Linked DNA regions of Oryzias latipes: region 2 is linked to region 1. Evidence: chromatin contacts called from public Hi-C data. All regions are on one chromosome and are shown on one strand. The core of a region is the stretch at or near the end of the contact, and the rest is flanking DNA. Distances in the headings are between cores, read along the strand shown. Region 1 has its middle 31 kb from the start of LOC111948787. Region 2 overlaps slc30a6 (zinc transporter 6).

Region 1 (6,943 bases), core at 1,985-4,484:
CGTGTTGTTGTTTTTTCTCAGTTCGGGTTTCTGTGCATTAAAAGAAGTTTTTTTGTTTCACTGCAGTTTTGCTTTGTGGTGACTTCATTTTCCAAAAGAGGTGATGGTTTTTCCTCAGACTCTACTGCATCTTCTGTCTCCTGGTTGGACAAACGTGAGCTACAAACTGAGGGCTACTGTGTTGTTTGCACTATAAATGAGGCTGTTTGAAGTCGCACACATCTGTGTCACATCAGTTTCTTTGTTATGTTAAAGATTTGACCCCATGATGCTCATTTACGGGGTTTTCTACGCCGGTCTTGATCCAGTTTAGCTAAATTCTGAACTTCTCCAGCTCCAAAGTCTGTGATCTTTGCTGGTGATGATTCATTGACTGGCTTTGTCTGCATTTGTGGGCTTTTACATTTTTTGAATAAAATATAGTCCTACTGACCCTGTTCGTATTATTTTGAAACTACAGGGTATACTTCCTGTTTTCCTGAATTTTAGCTCATTTTTTAAACCCTCTAATTCCCCTTTGGAGCCACGGTGTTACTGGAGACAATCCAAGCAACATGTCAGGTTTTCTTAACAGTGTTTCTGCATTAACCCCTTCTCACAAATGTAACCCTTTAATACCAGAGATGTCGCCACTGACACAAAATAAAACAAGCCTTTTAAACTCTTCGGCTGTTGACGCAGTTAACATAAACCAGCAGATTCTGGTGTGAAGAAAAGCAGCAGCTACTGTTGCTCTGCAACACTTTCTTTGTACGGTAGTTATGTAAATTACTGCAAACCTCCTTTGGTAGAGTCAGACTCCATGATAATTAAGTAAATTGTGTTAATACGTCTTTGCAAAAACTGCTCAAGTTCTATCAGGTTGTGTGGAGACCAGGCATGAACAGCCCCTTTCAAGTCCAGCCAAAATTCTCTATGGGATTTAGGTCTGGGCTCTGACTCGGCCGCTCCAGAACATTTACCGGTACCTGGTTCTTTTGAAACGACTCCTGTGTGGCTTTTGCAGTGTGTTTTGGATTATTGTCTTGCTGGAAAATAAATCTCCTCCCATGCCGTGGTTCTCCCGCTGACCGAAAAAGATTGTCCTCCAGGATTTCAGTGTATTTCGCAGCATTCATTCTGTCCTCTGTCGTTACAAGCCTTCCAGGGCCTGCTGCTGAGAAACATCCCTGCAGCATGATGCTGCCACCACCATGCTTCACAGTGGGGATGGTGTATTTTGGATGATATGCAGTGTTTGGTTTCCGACAAACGTATCGTCAAGCTCAATAATGGTCCCATCAGACCTAAGAATCTTCTTCCACTTGAACATGGAGTCTTCCACATGCCTTTTGGTGAACTCTGGGCGAGCTCTAATATGTATTAGCTGAAGCTTGTAACTCCTTCAAAGTAAACTTGGTGACTTCTCTCACAAGTCTCCTACTTGCACGGTCACTCAGTTTATGAGGGCGGCTTGATGTAGAGAGATTCACACATGTGCCATGTTCCTTCCATTTCTCGATGATTTATTTCACTGAATTCCGGGGATGTTCAGTGCCTTGGAAATGATCTTGTATCCAATCCCTGACTTGTACCTTTCAGCAACCCTTTCTCTGAGTTGCTTGGAGCGTTCTTCTGTCTTCATGGTGAAATGGTAGCCAGGAATACCGCTCCAGCAGAGTCTGGACCCTTCATAGACTGGTGTTTTCTAACTCAGTCACTTGGGACACACCCACACCACTCAGGTGATCTTAAACCAGACTCTGTTGGTTTTGTTGATTGTTTGGGATCACAGAGAGGATGTGACTGCAGCGCTCTGCAGCTGCGTGACGTTTAAAGCTGTTTGTAACAGCTCCATGCACACTGGCAGGCAGAGAACTTATAAACCTAAGTGCCTCATCTAAAGGATTTCATTTCCCCTCCAGAGGAGGATAATCTGTCCTCTGTTTGTTTTTGGCTTTCAGGGGGAAATTCTGAACACTCAATGATGCTCTTTGACCCCCCCCCCCTGAAGCTTAGCAGGACTCCTGGATGTGTTTTGGAGCCTTTCACTTCCTTGTTACAAAACAAACAGTTAAGACCTGGTAATCCTCTGCTGACAATACACCAGAATCAACTGAGAACTGTTCAGCATTTCATCTTTCTGGATCATTTTGGCTCCAATCATGCCCAAAGTTATCATTGAAAACCTGTAAATCAGTCCAACAGTTTTTCACTTTACTTAAATTTTTTTTTTTTTATCAAAACACTTATGCATGACTTCACTGAAGACCCCACTCCAATGAAAGTGGCGTGTTTAGTGCTTTTAACATGTTCTTGTAGCATTTTTTCTGATGATGGAGGACATATTGAAAGGAAATTAAGCTTAAAATATCAGATTTTAGTATTTCTTTATTCAAATTGTTGTGAATGAGGAGCAGATGATAAAATGCTGTTTGAAAAAGATTGTATTTGTTATGTAGAACATACTCTGGGTGGGCCACAAGCCTCCTGCTCTACTCCATTCTGATGCAGATAGATTCATGTACATCTTTGTTTTCCTTGTCTGAGCTGGTATCTGCTTTCCACACTCTCAAACACATTTTTAAGACTGTTTTTAATCTCTGCGTATAAAACCTGTGGCTATTGAACGTGTGTTGAAAGTTAACCAGGTCAAACTTTGACCAATCGGGGACTTGGATTTGGTAGTGATGTATGGATGGGGTCACTTTTAATTCACAGAAGTGCCATCCTAATATTTGCCATTTGTGAGCAGCTGGAGGTATATGACGTCAAATCTGTCATATTTTTCGGATAGAGCTGTGAAAGAAAAAGCCTGGAAAAAGATTTACGAGATTTACACTGCTTTGACATTTCACACCAAGCCGCTTTCAACTGTAAGTACATGCCCTTGTATCAGGTAGCGACAGTCCAGTTTTTTTTATTTTTTTCCTAAAGATCCATTCATCCAATCTTTCATTGGCCTCCAACAGTTTTTTTCATCTGACCATCAGTTGACGTATCATACCGTTTGTCATCCATCTCTCGCATGGTCGTACAGAAAACTAAACTGCGTGTTCACACAAGTTTTTTTCTGAGGAACTGTGTGACGGGTTCTGTCAATGTTCTGATGTATGAGGCGAAGCGTAAAAGGAAAGCCTCTCTGCCTTGAACCGTGTGTGGTGAGCGCAGAGACGGTTTGGTCGGCAGCATCTGCGTTGTTGGGATTTGCTGAAGTCAGAGGTCGCAGCGTGTGGCCTTGGCTGCCGCTAACTGGAGCAGAAAATGCAGTGGATGGGGGGGGGGGCTGTGCGACATCACCGCGCTCACAGAGGTTATCATATCATTTCCAACATGCGTGTTTCAGATGGCATCACCCTCCCGAGGAACCAGCAGTGTTAAACTGTGAAATCACTGTTAATCTCCTGAGTGGGTTGTGTAACCCTGGCAGCGAACACTGTGTTCAGACCGACCAGATCACTGCATCTGTTTACCACAACCTGCAGATTAAAACAGACCTCACACTTCAAATAGAGACTAATCCCACACGCACAAACACTCACAAGTACACAAACACGCAGGAGTCGAGACGCTGAGCCGACCCTCCGAGGGTTCGTCTGTTTTGGCTTCAGTGCAGCTTGAGACCATTTTTGGATCACCATACTGATGCTCCTGCTGAGATGGTGTTGCTTTTTGTGGAACCATGTAAGGTCGACCTCTACTTTCACATTTTTGAGACTCAGAAAAAATGTTGTTTTTAACATGTTCTTGTGTCAATTTTTTGATCATAGAGGATATACATATTCATTGTATAAATATGTACAATGACAATAAAGGATTCTCATTCTGATTCTGAGACAGTCCTAAGCATAGATGGGTCCACCCTACTACATTTGTCAGAAAACCTTTAATGTCCTTTCAGAATTAACATTTTCTGTGAAATACTACACTACAAACTACACCTACAAAGGTGGCCTTTGATTGCAAACCTGATATGTTAATTTGCAAACAGAAAAAAAGTGATTTTCCTAAAAAATAATTCAAGCCCATGTTGCAAAAATGAGCACACTGCAGTCATAGTCTTAGGAGAAAAGCCAAACTAAAGACTACCAAATTCTAGTTAACATGAATTCAACCACAAGTGAGTCTAATGATTCATTTAAGAGGTGTCCAGCACACAGGTGCCTAGGGCATTTCCTAAAGAAAAGCCCTTCCCATTTCATGCCGTCAGCAATGCCTCCCCATGGAAAAGAAATGTCACCAAATCTCAGAAAGGAAATCATTTCTTTGCGCAAAAAAGGTGAAGGCTACAAGAATATCAGCAACGCTCTACATATCAGTCAAAATACTATAGCAAAAGTGATCCAAAAATTTAAGAAAGATGGAAGAGCAACCATCTTACAGAGACGTCCAGGCCGTCAACGGAAGCTAACATCTCTACAGTAGCGTCTTCTGATGAGAAGGGTTGAAGAAAATCGCCAAAGTTCCCTGCAGTTAGCTAAAGCAGAAACCCAAACTGGAGTGACTGTTTCCTGAGACACCATACGGCGTACACTGCAGAGGAATGGCATGCATGGTTATTTGTCCACAAAGGAAGCCTCTCCTAAAGTCCAGGCACAAAAAAGTATGCCTAGAATTTGCTAGGGCCCATGCCGAAAAAGATGACGACTACTGGATGTCAATACTCTGGACGGATGAGACAAAGATCACCGTTTTTAGAACTAATGGTTTTTAAACTGTATGGCATCGCAAAGGAGAGGCTTTCAAAGAAAAACGCATGGTGTCTACAGTGAAACATGGTGGTGGCAGTGTCCTTATGTGGGGCTGCAGGAGTGCTGCTGGTGTGGGGGAGCTGCAGTTCATTGACGCTATCATGAACTCAACAACATCCTGTTCTACACTGAAGGAGAAGAGGCTGCCATCACTTCATGCACTTGGTCGTGGAGCACTTTTCCAACACGACAATGATCCAACACCTCTAAAGCTACTGTTGCATTTCTGAAGAAGAACAGGGTGAAGGTGATTGAACGGCCAAGTATGTCTCCTGATCTGAATCCAATCGACACCTGTGGGAAAATCTGAAGCCACAAGTTGAGCATCACTCTCCATCCAGCATCCAGGCTCTAAAAGAGGTTATTCTTGAAGAATGGAAACAGATAGATGTTGCAATATGTCACCGACTTGTTCATTCCATGTTTAGAAGACTTGGTGCTGTTCTTAAAAATCGTGGTGCTCATACAAAGTACTAGATGTAGAAGTTTTTTTTGCAGGGTGTATTCATTTTTGGTTCAACCAGTTTAAGTAAATCTGAAGATTATGTGATCTAAGTTAGATCATTAACCTTAATTACATGTTATTGGAGTTAAAGAAGTGTTCAGTAAAGCTCTACCTTGTGGAAAGTTTGGACATTTTTTTTTTTTTTTCATTAAGCTACTGATTAAGTTAGTACTTTTTAAAGTGGGTGTCCTCATTTATGCTAAGCACTGGATATAAATATAAATATGAAGAAAATTCAGGGTTAGGGTTAGGGTTAGGGTTAAAATTGCCGGTATATTACCGGTATTTCTTTATTAAAATCGTTGTGAATCAGCAAATGAAAAAATTCTGTTTAAAAAAGTTTGTATATGTTATGTAGAAAATACGCTGGGGGGGCCACAACTCCCCCGCTCTGCTCCATTCTGATTCATCCACTTGTAGACAAATAGATTCATATCTGTCTTTGTTTTCTGAGTAGGTCTTTAAAAAAATTGTTTAAAAAAGTTTTTTTGTTTTTTTTTGGAAACCAGCAGGCATCAGACATCAAGTGGGTGTAAGGATTCAGTGGTTTTGTTCTTGGTCGTGTTTTTGGTTTTCTTTGTCAGTCACTCTACCTTCAGGTTTTATGATCCACAGTTGTCTTCAGTTCAGTTAATTACCCTCAGCCTATTTAAGTGTCTTGGTTTCTGTTCTTCCTTGTCAGGTCATCTGCTCTGTTGTGTCACAGTTTTGTTTCTCCTCATAATTTTGTCATGTTTCAGTTTGCCTATTAAATGTTTTAGTTCCTGTCACCAACCCTGGTCTCCTGCATTTGGGTCCTCCACCACCAGTTCGTGACAGTGGGAGGGAAACGTTTTTAGCCTAGAAAGGAGGAAAATGTTTAATCTTCAGTGAAGCATAAACGTATTTAGTCAGCCACCAAGTTCTGCCACTTAAAAAGAAAAGAAAAGAGGCTTGTAATTTTCATCATTTGTATTGTGGTGGCCCTAATACTCCGTAACTACTAGAGACGATAGGAGAAAATAAAATCAAGAAAATCACATTGTTTGAGTTTTAAAGAAATTTTTGTTAATTATAAAGGAAAATAGTTATTTGGTCAATAAATAAAGTTCAACTCGATACTTTGTTATTTACCTTTTGTTGACAAAGACAGCAAAATGTTTCTGTAAGTCTTAATGAGGTTTTAACAAACTGTTGCTGGTATTTTGGCCCATTCCTCCTTGCAGATCTCCTCCAGAGTAGTGCTGTTTTGAGGCTGTTGCTGGACAACTTTGACTTTCAACTCCCTACTAAGATTTTCTATAGGGTTGAGATCTTTGGACTGCCTAGGCCACTCCGAGACCTTGAAATGCTTCTTATGAAGCCACTCCTTTGTTACCCGGGCAGTGTGTTTGGGATCGTTATCATGCTGAAAGACCCAGCCATGTTTCATCTTCAATGTCCTTGCTAATGGAAAAAGGTTTTCCGTCAAAATCTGATGATACATAGCCCCATTCATTCTTTTCTTTACACGAACTAGTCTTCCTGCTCCCTTTGCGAAAAAACTACCCCAAAGCATGATGTTTCCACCCCCATGCTTTACAGTAGGTATGGTGTTCTTTGGATGCACATGTGAACAGGTGTCTTTTATGTAGATAACATAATTTTATAAATAAATTGTTCAAAAATCAAACAATGCAATTTTCTAGATTTTTCACCTCATTGAGTCTATCATAGTTGAGGTTAATTA
Region 2 (6,943 bases), core at 2,403-4,902, 75 kb before region 1:
TGTATATATATATGTATATATATGTATATATATGTATGTATATATATATGTATATATATATATGTATATATATATATATATGTATATATATATATGTATATATATATATGTATATATATATGTATATATGTATATATATGTATGTATATATCAGTGACGTGCGGTGAGGTTAATGGCTTGTGAGGCACTGACGTCATCAGTCAGATTTACAAACATATGAACCATACTGAGTAACTTATTCACCATTTAATTGACAACAGTTAACGTGTTTTGTTTAAAATATCATTTCAACGTGTTTTTTTTTCATATAACTGCAGCATAGAAAAAAGCAAAAACGTTATTATAGTCTTACCTTTACTTGTAAATAAAGTCCATACGCCGCTCCTTCTGAAAAAATGACTTGCCGCTTGCTATCACTTATTCTATTATTTTTTAGCGTCATAATCTCAGGGCTCACTGGCGCCCCCTAACATGAGGCACGAGAATGTCTGGCCTCACCCAGCGGCTTTTTTGCTGGCGTTTAGCGCTCAGCACAAGAAACACGTCCCTCACATACAGTTATTTATAAAAACAAACAGTGTACATCATATACATCTGCTAAATTATGTAAACCCAGCTCATATAGTACAAGTGATTGAACCGACATACAGAGAGACAGCAGTACCGTCTGACTGCATAGGTATTGCGCAATCCAAGGTGAGGCTCAGCGGGCTGGTGCCTCATCGCACGTCACTTCTTATTATCTGAATGGCAAATGCGGAAATTCAGCGATTTTGAAAAGAAAAAACACCCAAAAATGGTACATTTAAATGGAAAATGACTGCAAAGCAAAAATTACTGATTAAATATAATAATTGGATTTTTTTTCTCTCTTTTCTTCCCATAATAACAGGTGAGGCTGTGCCTCACCTGCCTCTCCTGACTGCACGTCACTGGTATATATATATGTATATGTGTATGTATATGTCTTTAAATATATATATGTATATGTGTATGTATATATATATATATATATATATATATATATGTGTATGTGTGTGTGTGTGTGTATGTTTATATATATAAATATATGTGTGTATATTAGGCCTGCACAATATACAGCAAATTTATCGTTATCGCGACATCAAGCTGTGCAATATGCATACCGCAAAAGATGGCGAAAATCGCAATAAATGGTTACCTTGATCCTTGTGCTATCCTAGGTACTTTAACATTGGGAGTTGGGTCATCTAGACCCACTAGACAGTGCTCTGAACCTTTTTTCTTCAATGATTTGTGATCTTCACTGGTGTCCATGGATTACATGAAATCTTTCCACCTTCATCCACCTTTGTCATGGTAGGGAGAACATGTCAATGTAAGGGTGGGGTCATCTAAGATAGCACAAGGGTTATATGTGCTAAAACAAACTCATGGCAGCTTGAAATATTAAATAAATGAAATAAATCCCTTTATGCATTTAACCAATCGGAATGACCCGTTTACGTTGTTGATCAATCAGATGAGCCCTTTTATGTTTGATGTTTGCCTCCTATGTAGGCAAGGGTCATTTGGAGTATCATTTTTATACTGTTGCATTGAAATGGAAATGATGTTTTTGGTTGGTTTGATATTTGTTTATATACCGCAAATTATATCGTTATCGCAATATTAATCACCAATATCGCATACCGCGAGTTTTCCTCATATCGTGCAGCCCTAGTGTATATATATATATGTATATATGTATATATGTTATTTATGTAAATATGTATATGTATATATTTATGTATATATGTTTATATATGTATGTATATAAATTCGTACGTATGTATGTATGTATATAAATTACGCGATCAACGGGAATCAGCGGACTCTGTCCTGGACAAAAATGATTTTCACAGATCTAAAGATTTTGATAGTTGACACATTCAGCTGATGTACATTGATTCCACTTTTGCTAATTGTTGCATATCAGCACATGACTGCTTTCCTCCACTTCAGATTTTGCTGGAATTCATCATGTACACAGCTGAAGAGTTACTGTAGTTAAAAGAATGTAAACACTGGAACTAAATCTCTGTCGAAAAGAGCTAAGGGTGCGAGTTTCCAAACACGGCTGACCTGGGCTTTTCCCCACCTTATTTGACCTGTGTGGTGTTTGTGTGTTGGTAGTCATGGAAACGATTTGGCGTCAGACGCTGCTGGTCATTGCATCTTTCTTGTCTGGGTGGAACAGAGGGATCCGTGGCTATCAAAATGCTATAATGAGAGGTAGTTTGGCGAAGCGCTATGAGGCTCGGCTCATTTTCTGTGGGCGGGTCTCCAGTTCAACTACAAGTGATCAGATGCTCAGCTCTAGGTAGATGTTTGCAGGAGTTTATTGTTGTTGATTCTTGGTGCGGCGTCTGCTCTCTGCCCTCTGATGCCCTCTGCTGGTCTGCAGGACTCCTGGAGGATTTCTTTTTCTTTAGACTAAACATCAGTGTAATTGTAACTCACTGGTCTGAAAGAACACAAAAACATGAAGACAGGAAATGAAAGGAATGCAACAAAACAGGGACAGATGTGCAGCTCCAACAGAGATGGAGCAGACACCATCACAGACCTGAAATCATCCTGGTCTTTGTGTATCTGTCAGCGGTATTGTACTATAATCCACTTTGAGCACACACTGGGCAAAGTGGATTAAAGTGGGGGTCTTACTCCTCCATTGAGCCTTGGATTGGATTACATGGTGTGAGGATGGAGACCGAAGGCTTTGCTTTTCACCACAACAACCTTCCATGAAGGCGTTTGTGGAAAAGCAGAGGGCTCCGGGTTTGTGTTCTACGCAAAGAGAAAGAGACCCGTTTTTCGGAACTTTTTTGATTCCACTTCCACAGAGGGAGTGGAGATCAGACGCCAGCCCCCCCACATGGCTGTGTCTGCTCCCCCAGAGGCTCTTCTGTTGATTAATCAGCTAATTGGAGGCTGAGTTGTTTACAAACACCAACTTCTGACGTCAGGGAAAACTGCAGCAGAGAACCATTCCCAGCTTGGACAGGAAACACGTCTGAGTCTAATCAAATGGAATCATTAAGGCATCAGTTAGACAAGACACACCACCTCAGAAAACCTTTACATGTTAAAGCGTACAGCCTTTTTCCTGACTATCACTGTCATCAAAACGATGTGGGTGGAGCTTGTTTCTGCTCCATTCTGATGGATCCATTTGTAGACGATTAGATCCATGAACGTCTTTGTTTTCCTCGTCTGAGGTGGAATCTGGATCAAAAGTGTACGTCTGGAAGGCTCTTATATTGCTCACCAAATTGGTAGCACCAGTAAGCTAGCGGAAGAAAGTGTGTAAACAGAGAGCTCTCAGCAACAAGGATGGGAAGGGGGGCGGTGTTGCTCTGTGCCAGAAACCCTGTGGCTGAACATGTGTGTGTGTGTGTGTGTTTGGGGGGTTGATGTGCTGCTTGGATCCAAGGTTGTCCAAATTTCTGCTGCATTTGGAAAATCTGACCTGAGCAAAAAAAGTGTTGAAGGGCTTAAAGGTGAAGCTGAATCTTCTCCAGTACCTGTCCAGAACTTTCAGTTTGATGACTGAGCTGATGTCACACGTGAACTCATCACACCCTCCACAGGGGGGCAGCAGAGTGCCGTGAAGAAACGACACTGCCCCCACCTCCGGCGGCCAGCGTGTGTTTGTGTGCACGCTAAAGGGGGTCGGGGATGTTTTGGGCTGTGCGCTGTCTCTCTGTTTGCACACACAAACGCACGCACGCGTGTGTGCGTGCACACACACACCAACGCGCTCCAGCGCTGGCTAGTGCTGTCAGCGGACGCCGCGCCACTGTCATAACACGGCACACCACAGTAATTGTAGATTTCACAGCACTCGGCTCTCCTCACCACGGCGTATGAGTCCAACGCAAAGTGACAGGCCGACACACACACAATGCACACGCCATCCTCAATCCCTTCTTCCTCTTCTGGTTCCTCCTCCCTCCGACACACAAACACACTCTCTTGCTGCTCAGAGGGCAAATTACTCTCAAGGTTTTGTCATTTTTTTATTCTTTGTCGAGTTCTGTTGAGTTGGATTCAAACAGTTCCAATCTCGATGCTCCAAAGATAAACTCGTGTCCAGTACAGCTGGCAATCAATCAGAGAGTTCTGAGAAATGATGGCTGCCTCTCAAAGAGAGAGCTGGAAGTGGGGTCACCTTCATGCACCGCCGCTCAGAACCTCAGTTTAGATCCACACTCCGACAGCTGATACTGCCATCTGTAAGCCACAGTCCTGCTGCAGCAGCAGAGAGACAAACTCACTTTTCAGGCCACAAACCCTGGTGGCTCTGGATTTCTGTGTCATTTGTGTACTTCCTGATCAGCTCACAATGTCCAACACCTCCACTGGACTGTCATCCATGAAGCTGGGATCTCTATTTCTGGACTAAGACCAGAATGTTTGGTTCTGACTCCAGAACCTTTCAGATCACGTTCACTAACGCCATCTTTATGTTCATCTGCTGCTTTAAGTTGCTGTCCTCCCCCATCTGTACAAGCTCATAGAATACAGACTTTACATCTAATCCTTCCCTCCTACATCTAAGCAATCAAATATAATAGATAAACGTGAAGGTTTGAGAGTTTGATGTAGATTTTGATGGGACAAATTGCAAAGATCAACAACAGCAGAATATAATTTTTATTTTATTTTAATTAAAGCTCCACTCTGACGTTTGAGGTGTTTTTAACATGTTCCTGTGGCATTTTTCTACTGGAGGACATATAGAAAGAAAATTCCAATTAAATTTACGGTTGTGAGTAATTCTCTAATGCAATCATTGTGAATCAGGAGCAGATGAATGCCTTTTAAAAAAGATTGTATTTGTCGTGTTTGTGACGTAGAAAAGACGCTGGGAGGCCACGAGCTCCCTGCTCTCCGGCTGGATGGCTCCAAAGTTGCTTGTAAATTTCGGTCCACCTGTAATGTATTTCTGTGTCTGTGTCCAAATTCCTACCCCAATCCCTAACTACTTAAAAAACGATATAGTACGGGACTATGTAGTGGATTTTAAATCCAAAAAAGACACCACGCTCACTACTCTTTGTTTTGTTTTTTTTAAACTGCGAATTTGACGTCATCGATTTCACAAAGTGAAAATGCATTGTGCATTGTGTCTATATTTGCCGATCTAGCGAGCATCGATACAAGCTGGTTTTCCTGAGAAACTTCTGGGAGATTTCTACGGCACTGGATTTTGGAATTGTAGATTGCGACAGCACAACAAAATGTTGAACGCACCATGTAGTGAGTAGTGAAGGAAATCGGACACAACCTGTGTTTACTGAACCCGGTGATAATTTGGACACATGTAAAATGTTTGGCTCTGTCGTGCAACCTGAAATCTCTGTCGCCAGACCGCCATGCCTGACAGGCAAAAAATGTGGAGCTCTTTGTGGTATCCATCCCCTCTATTTTTTAATTTAGTTCTGGAGATTGGTGCATATTTAAAGGGAATGCCTCTTCTTTATTCCTTCATTTGCACAGTTCAAACTTGCTGACTTCATCTGCTTTAAAGATGAAGGGAAAAGAAAGAAAGGTGTAAGTGAGAGCCGTGCAGAGAGCGGCTCTTTTTCTGCTGTGCTGCTCTCTCATGCTGGAAATGTGACCTTCCCCCTGGGCTGCTGTTTGACTCCAGCAGCAGTGGACACGTTCAGATCTGTTCACGCAGAGAATTCACCTTAACCCTCGGCAGGACGGGACGACCGCTGAGCCACCAATCCGCCAGCCGGAGCCAGATTACACAGGATTTGAAGCTCGAGGTCGAGTTTGATTATTAAATATGTACAATCTGTCAAATTTCATAAACATTTATGCGGGCGTCTTTAACGTGATCACGTCTCTCTGACGGTTAGTCCAAAGTCATGCTAAACCGCTTTGATGCACAGACTGCAGCGGCTCCTCACATGCCTCAGCACCATCCTGATCAGCTGATCCGGCAAAACAATTTGGTACCCCTCAGTTAAAGAAAGAAAGTCCACAATGCTCAGTGAAATGACTTGAAATGTTCAAAAATAACAATAAATTAAAACTGATTGAAAATTAAATAATCAAAATCAGCCATTACTTTTGAGTTGTTGATTAACAGAATTATTAAAAAAAAAAAACTAATCAAAAATTGCTGGAAAAAAAGGATGGTACCTCCATAAAAGACTGAGAACTAATTGCCCAAAGGGTCATGATAAACTCAGGTATGTCCTTTAATTCACATCACAGCTGTTTTCAAACCCATAATCAGTCAGTCTGCCTATTTAAAGGGAGACAAATAGTCACGTTGCTGTTTGGTGAAAAGGTGTAAACCACACTGAACATGGACAACAGAAAGTGAAGGAGAGAATTGTCCCAGGACATGAGAAACAAAATTATAGACAAACATCGTAAAGGTAAAGGCTATAAAACCATCTCTAAGCAGCTTGAAGTTCCTGTGACGACAGCGGCACATATTATTCAGAAGTTTAAGACCCACGGGACAGTAGCCAACCTCCCTGAACGTGGCCAGGGAGGTTGACAAATTGACAAATTTGATGACAAATTGAGGAGACGGATAGTTCCAACTGTATCCAAAGAGCCCAGAACAACCTCCAAAGACATTAAAGGTGAACTCCTAGATCAAGGTACATCAGTGTCAGATCGCACCATTCGTCGTTGTTTGAGCCAGAGTGGACTTCATGGGAGACGACCAAAGAGGACACCACTGTTAAAAGGAAATCATAAAAAAGCCAGACCGGAATTTGCAAAAATGCATGTTGACAAGCCACAAACCTTCTGGGAAAATGTCCTTTGGATAGATGAGACAAAACTGGAGCTTTTTGGTAAGGCACATCAGCTCTATGTTCATACACTCAAAAATGAATCATCCAACCAAAAGAACACTGTCCCTACTGTGAAACATGGAGGAGGCTCAGTT

What was found. A called contact is a pair of places that touch in the nucleus more often than the background predicts.
Region 2: a contact with region 1 is called in a Hi-C map of embryo, with 2.2 times the contacts expected there. The contact joins two enhancer-like sites. A contact is called at or near these places in 3 of 5 Hi-C or Micro-C datasets (embryo and gastrula embryo).

Annotation. Positions count from the first base shown.
Region 1 is chr15:10,769,257-10,776,199 of ASM223467v1, reverse strand. No RefSeq gene overlaps it. Among protein-coding and RNA genes, the nearest start is that of LOC111948787, 31 kb to the right of the region's middle. Within about 2 kb of position 3,234, at least 1 of the 8 cell types and tissues checked has an H3K27ac peak or open chromatin away from gene starts, as enhancers often do. A contact at or near this core is called in embryo, where this site is marked.
Region 2 is chr15:10,844,335-10,851,277 of ASM223467v1, reverse strand. All of the region lies in intron 3 of slc30a6 (zinc transporter 6), which reads left to right. Among protein-coding and RNA genes, the nearest start is that of slc30a6, 8.3 kb to the left of the region's middle. Within about 2 kb of position 3,652, at least 4 of the 8 cell types and tissues checked have an H3K27ac peak or open chromatin away from gene starts, as enhancers often do. A contact at or near this core is called in embryo, where this site is marked.